2 separate regions of the Callithrix jacchus genome follow, and region 1 is linked to region 2. The links are chromatin contacts, called in public Hi-C maps. All regions are on one chromosome and are shown on one strand. The core of a region is the stretch at or near the end of the contact, and the rest is flanking DNA. Distances in the headings are between cores, read along the strand shown.

Region 1 (3,860 bases), core at 249-2,748, 150 kb before region 2:
CACTGTCTGACGTCACAGAGGAAGTTAGCTCCTATCTGAGGACTAGAACTCAGCCTTTCAGACTTCAAGTCCTGCGGTTGGGTGCCAAAGGAAAAGTGGGAATAGTTACTGGGTACAGAAAACAGAAAGAACAAATAAGATCTAGTATTTGATACCACAACGGAGTGATAATAGTCAATATTGATTTAATTGTAACTAAAAGAGTATAATTAGATTGTTTGTAACACAAAGGATAAATGCTTCAGGTGATGGATATCCCATTTTACCCTGTTGTGAACACTACGTATACGTTTACTCCATAAACATATACACCAACTACGTACACACAAAAATAAAAAATAAAATACAAACAAATCTATATGTGATACTTCACACACACACACACACACACACACACACATACACACACACACGCATGCATGCATAAAGGACCCCTATTCCAAGGGGAACAAAGACTCACAGCAGTCAGGCCCAGCAAGATGCACTCTCTGTAGTGGGAACTGAATGACCCTAAGGGAGGCACCTGTCCAAAGGTAAGGCCACACCTGAAATCCATCAATTCAATCGCGTATGGTGAGGCATGCCCAAGGCCTGCAAGATAGCAATGTATTTAAAAGGCTCATCTTTACATTTGCAGGAGGCTACGTGGTCTGGGGTCTATCGCACAAGAAAGGGGGCAGAAGGAAGACAGGAAGAAGTCCTGAAGATCAATTTTGCTTCCTTCATAACTCCACAGAGGACAGGAGCCACAGTCTTCCCAACCCGACTCCTTCCCTCTAGAGCAACTGGAGAGACAGGGAAATTCCTGCCTTTAGAGATCTGCAGGAGGGAGCTAAGGGCAAGGAGATGCTGCTGCTGTGGCTGCTCCTTGGCATCTGTTTTCTGTTCACGAATAAACTTCTCTCAGTCCCCTGAGGAAGGGTGGATTGGGGGGAAGGACGCGGAGCCTCTCAGAATCTTTTCATCCAGGGATGTGAGTGGGTTTTTATATTTAGCAGATGACTCACCTCCAAGCACATTAGTCACTACCTCCCAGCTCCATTCTGGCAGTCTGGGTGCTGGAGATCGCAGTGGGGTGAGATCAGACAGGAGATCGGGAGAAAGAGCAAGAGAGCCCAGGGGAGGCAAGAGACTGGGATATTAATGTGAGAGGAAGTGAGATTAGCGCCCCGAAGCGGAAGGCTCGAGGAAAGAGGGCGGCCAAGTCATGCTCAGCAGAGAAGTTCCAGCGAAGTTCTGGCTCAGCCTTGCCCCAAACACTTCTCCGTGGGAGAGGGAGAGAAGAGAAGGGCAAGATCCAGAGTGCCCGGCTCAGCTGCCCACGAGCCCTCCAAGGGTTCCCTCTTGGCAATGAGGGCAGCTCACTAGCCTGGACCCCATCCATTAGCCAGCTCTGGCCATGACAGAATGCAAAGATGACTGCAGGACAGCCAGAGAAGGGGTTTTCAGAGAGTGCCACTAGAACATGCTGGGGCCAGGAGCCTGGGCAGCACAGAAAAAGAGAGCGTCCATGAAAGATGCTCTGCGCCATGAGAGAGGAAGGACCGCAGAGGAAGGAGGAGCATATGGGGTCTAAGGCAAAGGCTCTCAACTGTGGTCCCTGGGCCCCCTGGGTCAGAAGACCCTGGAGCACTTGTGAGCAATGAGGACTCCGGTCCCATTCCAGACCTGTGCCCTCCTCTGTGGGGATTCAAAGAACCTGCTCTCACTAGGCCCCAGGGGGTTCTCAGGAACACTGGGATGCAAAGCTCTCAGGTCTGGAGCAGGAAGGCTGCATCCCAGGGCTCCGATTCCTACTCAATGTGAGATAAAGGCCATTGGTACTCTTGATTTTGCCTCAGTTTATCATTCAAAGAATGAGACGCCCACTTCAAGGATTCTTCTAATATTTAAAACAAACAAACAAAAAAACAACAGGAAAGGGATACAAAGTTGGCTATAGTTTATACTTCTTAACTGGGTCGGAACTGCGTCAGGTCTCAGTAGAGGAACACTACCCCTGGCTGGATCCCACAGCTCCGGAAAGGACGAAGGTCACCCCGAAGCAAGCTCCCTTTCTTTCTCACTGACCTGCAAGGTGGGTACCGTTACCCAGTGGTCGAGGAGAGGAGATAGAGGCCGAGAAGTAAGTGACTTGTCCATGAGTGGATGGCCGACACCAACAGCAGGACTTGAAGTCAGGCCCAGAGCCCATGGTTTGGTTTTGTTTTTTTTTTTTTACTTCTCCAAACTGCCACTTCGCTTTGTCACCAGGATCCTCTGGGTCACTTAACAGAACTGCCAGCTTCTTGCCAATATAGTCAGGGTATTGGTTTCTCCCTCACACCTTTCCCCTCTTCCTCCTCCTTCTCTGCACTGTGGCCCTAATTTTTAAAAGGCTGCATTTGGCTCTCCTTATGGAATTCTCCTGGCCTTGATTCTTGGTCCACTTCCTTCCATTCTAGTGCCCATGTCGTCCAAGGCTATATGAAGCTCCACTTGGAGGATCCAGGCCCACACCTTCTCCACTGCCCCACTACCTGCTGTACACTGCTATGCCCAATCAGCCCACAGGGGCCTGAGTCTGTTTTCCCTGAAGCTTGGTTAGAGTTCTTGCTGACATTCTTGGCTTTCCTAGACTCTGGGCTCTCTGAGGACAGGGCTTGTGTCTTCTCATTTGTGTCATCTTTCTTGAGATAAGCAAATAAACATGATGCAGATGTGGAAGGGGGTGGAAAGTTGCTAGCAGAGTCCTTGGAGAACCCATTTTCACATTCCTGATCTCCAGCTTCAGTTATTCTATCTAGAAATTGGAGAAAATATCATCGACATCACAGGAAGAGTTGGGAGGATTGAATGAGATAGCCCCTACTGAAGGTGACTAACAAAGTGTTGGCTCACAGCACACATCCATAAACTGGTAGAACAAGCTAAATTAACTTTGTGCTAGTGTAAGCTATGCGTGTATCAGAAAATGAAAGGGGTGCATTAAAAATAACAGCTCCCCACCATGTGCCAGACACAATGCTAGATGCTTTGGCTATGTCACCTTGTAATATTCACATCAATCCTCTGTCACAGAAGAAGAAGTTGAAGCTCAGAGAGGTCAAGTTACACACTCAAAGTCACACAGCTAGCAAGTGGCCAACCTGTGCTTCAAAAGGACGCTTGTCTTTCCCCAAAGTTGGGGCTCATTCCTTTAAGCAACAATGCTCCAAACCATCTGGGAGATGTAGAAGAGATAGGATTTTTTTCCAATAGAGTTTTGAAGAAGGCTGTGGGAGGCTACAGGAGGGAAGACAGACAGCGAGCTACAATACAACTTTGGACACTCTTTAAGAATGGGTGGCTTCACTGGAGAAAGGAGGCTGAGTTGTGCACCATTGTCACAAGCAAAGTAGAAGCCATGTCAAGGCTGAGTGTATCCAGCAGGTGATCAGAAGAGGACTCTAACAGTAACAAGCCTCAGTTGTGCCCAGGAAGGCCTGTGGGTGTCAGGGATTCTGCTGGCCAGGAGCCTGTGCAGGGAGGGGTTCTCAGGGAAGCAAGAGCGGTGGCAGTGGTTCAGTTTGTACGAGGTGCGCCTGTCAGTTCAGGTAGCTATTTAATGTCATGTGAAGTCCTTGGGACAAAGGCATCATGGCCTTTCTTTGCAACAAACACAAGTCTCTTGGATTCAAGATTCAAGAGGGAAAGAATAATCCCTCCTCCCCCACATATCTGTTACTGCTGGAAGACCTAGCACATCCAATTGGGATTTCTCCTACTAAAATTAATGTCATGAAACACACAAGGAGAAAACAGATTCCGAGCTAACTTCTGTCCTGGTTCATGGCCTCCTGGAGCTTGGCTGGCTGATCGCCAGACACTGGCAGTTACTG
Region 2 (3,886 bases), core at 673-3,172:
TGAGAAAGCAGCCCATCTGACCTGCCTGGGGACCGGGCTTCTCCCAACCTTCCCCAGGGCTCTCCTGATACCCTCTCATCCTCAGGAAGGTGCCACCATCCCCACCGCCCTGGCCTGCCCCACCTAACTCTCTCTGAAGTCCCTGTGAGAAACACTGAATGATTTGGCCTCCGTAGGGCCTTTAAAATAGACTGTGGATCCCCTGCAAAAAAAAAAAAAAAAAAAAAAAAAAAAAGTCCCTGGCTAAAAATAGCTCTCAGCCTCTAAGGGAGAAAAAAAGAAACTGCAGCAAAATTCAACTGGAGCAGTGACTTTCCTATCTCTGATGTTCCGGGTCAGTTCCAGCCCTGGAGAAGGCTGCGAGGGAGAGAGGGGAGGAGGGGGTCCTTCAAGGACAGGGGAAGGATCAGGATCGCAATCTGTGGCAAACATCTCTCTACATTCCCTGACTTGTGGTCACTGGGCCCTGCCTGGTCCAAGCAGCCGGGCAGTGCTCAAGGCAGCAGCAGGGAGCAGCAGATCCCGGGTTGGAAATAGGAGCCGTGCAGAGTGGCCACTGGGGTCCGGGGATGGAGAGGCCCCCAGGCATGGGTGCACTGCCCTAAAGAAGTGCACTCAGTGGAAGCTGGAGTCAGGACCAGATCTGATGCTGAGCGTGCCTCTGAGCCAAACAGCTCGGAATGACTAAGGGGTGAAGGAGTTGCTCTGTCTTGAAGAGCTCCTGCATCTGCACTCAGCTGAGGTGCAAAGAAGCCCTCTGGGAACGGTCACTCGGAAAGTCAGAATTCCTATCCAGGCCTTGAGTGCAGGAGAAGCAGAACCCTGCGGACTTCTTTGTGTGGGATCCTTTCTGTGCTGGCAGTGAGAGAATAGCAGAGAGACATAATTTTACCTGCTAAACATGTTTTAAGGCATACGGAAAGGGTACGTACACACACGCACACACACTTTTCATTTTCAATTCCGAAGGACAGGGTCTGCTTGTTTTGCACTTGCCGAAAAGCTGTCACCGCAACCTGGAGAAAAGTCAGGCTGCAGCTTGAGAAGGAGGAACTCCCGGTGCCTCATTTCAGCTGCGGTAGGCGCCCTCTGAACAGGGAGCTGCATGTGTTGGTCACAGGGACGAGCAAGTGTGAGTAAGGGAATGAGATCGTTGTGGGGTGGAACTCTACACCAAATCCCCAAACTAAATTTTGATAGCTAGTGTTTTGTTATCATAATTTGCCACTGAAGTGTACAGCCACATGCCCACAAAGACCCACACACACACACACACACAATGGAAATTTGTTCCTCAAATAATTACATAGGCAGCCCACCATGGATTCCAACATCACCTGGACTCCTATCTTATCTCCAAAAGCATTAGAAGGTCACCGCCATGCCAAGAAAGGGAACAAAGTGGTTTTTAGGGACTGCCAGATCATTTGTTAGGGACGAAGCAGTTTCCAAAGCTGTAGGGGAAAAAGGGAGTGATGAGAGGGGAAGGGGCCAGGACACCGCGGCAGGTTAGGGCACACGTTCCTGCTCAGCAGGCGCTGTGGCTGCTGTGCTGCCCTCTGTGGTGGTCACAATATGCCTGTCCCCAGAAGACGGCGGTTAACAGGGTGTGCGGTGGCACTCACCAGAGTTCATGACCCATACTTCTCTGCAAGTTCAGGGCAGGGAAAATACCCTCTCAGTCATTTTGTCTTCTTAACTTCAAAACCTGCTTTTCTGTCTTTTTCTTCCTTAGGAATTCCTCTGCCTTCCCCACCCCAAGGGAGCTCATCCTGATCTATGCCACCACATTCAGGGTTGACAGAGACCCGGCCAGAAGCTGGCCAGTCCAAACCCCCAGACCCGCCTCCCCTTTCCTCCAAGACCCTCCTGGGCAAGGAACGTTTGGGTCCTGCCAGCCCAGCCCTCCCCTGCTGGCATCTTCCCCAGCTCCTTGCCCTCTCTCCTGAGCTCATTCCATCTGCAAAGCCAGGATAGCGACCCTTTCTGCTTCTCATCCGTGAATGTGCTTTAAAGAAAGGGAGGAAAACCAAACGACTTAGAAAAGAAACCATCCCCCCTCGCTGCCAAGCCCTGGTTCTCGACGGTGTCTGTGCACATCAAGACGGCAGCGCTGTGCGGGGGCCTGTGCAGTGGTGCAGTGTTTTCTCAGCGGCTTCGCTCACTCTTTTCAGTACTTTTCCTCTTCTCACACCCCGGGGCCTGTGCAGAAATAGCCCTGGGTCCCCCTAGCGGCAGAAGCTCACAGAGCCGACCTGGGACGCTTCCCACATCGTGGTAATTAGCCAGCAGTTTAGTTACAACCACACTCTCATTAACTAACAGCGGGAGAAGACACGGTCCCCGTTTCCTTGGAGACCTAGCAGCGCGTGCTTCTATTGCATTGACTGGGGGCAAAAGCCCCCAGGTGGTTATCTGCGTAGTGTTTACTGCAGCGGATGGAGACCAAGACCTGGTATCACTGTGTTCCAGGCCGGTGCTACTCAAAGTGTGGTCCCTGAGCTACGCATTCAGCATCGCCTGAGAGCTTGATAGAAATGCAAATTCTCCGGCCTCTGATTCGGAGTTTCGGAGCCCAGGAGTCTGCATTTTGATAGGTTCTCCAGCTGATTCTGATCCACCAGGAAGAATGAGGACTGACCTACGCAAAGCATGCCCTGGCATTTTGTTCCTGTTAATCACCGGCAACTTCTCCTGTTTAAGAGCAGAACAAAAAGAAACTGAAAGATACTTCTTCCTTGTCCCAAGCAATATGCAATATTGTAATTATGCAATGATGCAATTATGTTCTCGATTGGAATAATATTGGATACGTATAGTGGATCCATACATGGTGTGGAATAACAATACGATTATGTGTGGATTGGAATGAGAAATGCTTTCTCCCAGGTTTGTCTCTAAGGAGATTCCCCTACCCCTCCCATTGTGGATTGGAATGAGAAATGCTTTCTCCCAGGTTTGTCTCTAAGGAGATTCCCCTACCCCTCCCATTGTGGATTGGAATGAGAAATGCTTTCTCCCAGGTTTGTCTCTAAGGAGAGTCCCCTACCCCACCCATTGTGGATTGGAATGAGAAATGCTTTCTCCCAGGTTTGTCTCTAAGGAGATTCCTCTACCCCCTCCCATTGTCATCCACTTTGCCATCTAAACCCACCTTGGAACAGAGTCACTGAAGCATGTCCAAGAGATGAAGCAGTACCGGGAAATTAGGAGCAGCAAGGACTCTGTCACCAATAGGAAGGCGGCCTCACAGAGCGCCACGAGCTGGCACTGGCCTGGCCGGCACAAAGTAAGCAGGATGAAAAAAGAAACCAGACAGCAGGCGAGTGACTGTTGACACAGGAAATGTAAACCTTAGCCCTGCACTTGCACTTTTCCAGCCAGTGCTGTGCATCAGTTACTGTCAACATTGTTGAGCTCAGAAGGGCTCAGCCTCATTTTGATGAGTCGACTGGTTCTAAGAGGCAATCTCATTTTATTTTAACCGGTGTTGTTTTTTTTTTTTAAATTGCTTGCTTATGTGGGGGATAGGGCCACTTTTGATACTATTCAAACTGCAGAAAGTAGCAAGTTGGTGACAAATGACCCATAACACAGGAAGAAAAAGTGAACATACCACTGTCTGTTGCAGGAGGAAACTTGGAGATCACCGAAATCAACTTCCTGCTTGCCAGACAGGGAAACCGAGTCCCTGAGTGGAAGACTGACACTGGAGGAAAAAGGGTTGTGTGCAAGATCACCTTTCCATGCCTCCCCTCCTCACTTCAGATCTAATGAAGTGCCTCCTCACTTCAGGGAGTCATTGAAAATAATTCAGCCTCATTCTTAGCCTGGTGACATTGCAGGAAATCTGTGAGCAAGTGGTGTTTAATTTGACCTGGAAAAT

The links. A called contact is a pair of places that touch in the nucleus more often than the background predicts.
Region 1: a contact with region 2 is called in a Hi-C map of skeletal muscle, with 11 times the contacts expected there. The contact joins two enhancer-like sites. A contact is called at or near these places in 3 of 3 Hi-C or Micro-C datasets (induced pluripotent stem cells and skeletal muscle).

The regions. Positions count from the first base shown.
Region 1 is chr9:18,601,794-18,605,653 of calJac240_pri, reverse strand. No RefSeq gene overlaps it. Among named protein-coding and RNA genes, the nearest start is that of KCNA5, 47 kb to the left of the region's middle. Within about 2 kb of position 1,498, at least 5 of the 16 cell types and tissues checked have an H3K27ac peak or open chromatin away from gene starts, as enhancers often do.
Region 2 is chr9:18,447,552-18,451,437 of calJac240_pri, reverse strand. The region is part of intron 1 of LOC128928525 (a long non-coding RNA gene); the gene reads left to right. Among named protein-coding and RNA genes, the nearest start is that of KCNA6, 46 kb to the right of the region's middle. Within about 2 kb of position 1,922, at least 2 of the 16 cell types and tissues checked have an H3K27ac peak or open chromatin away from gene starts, as enhancers often do.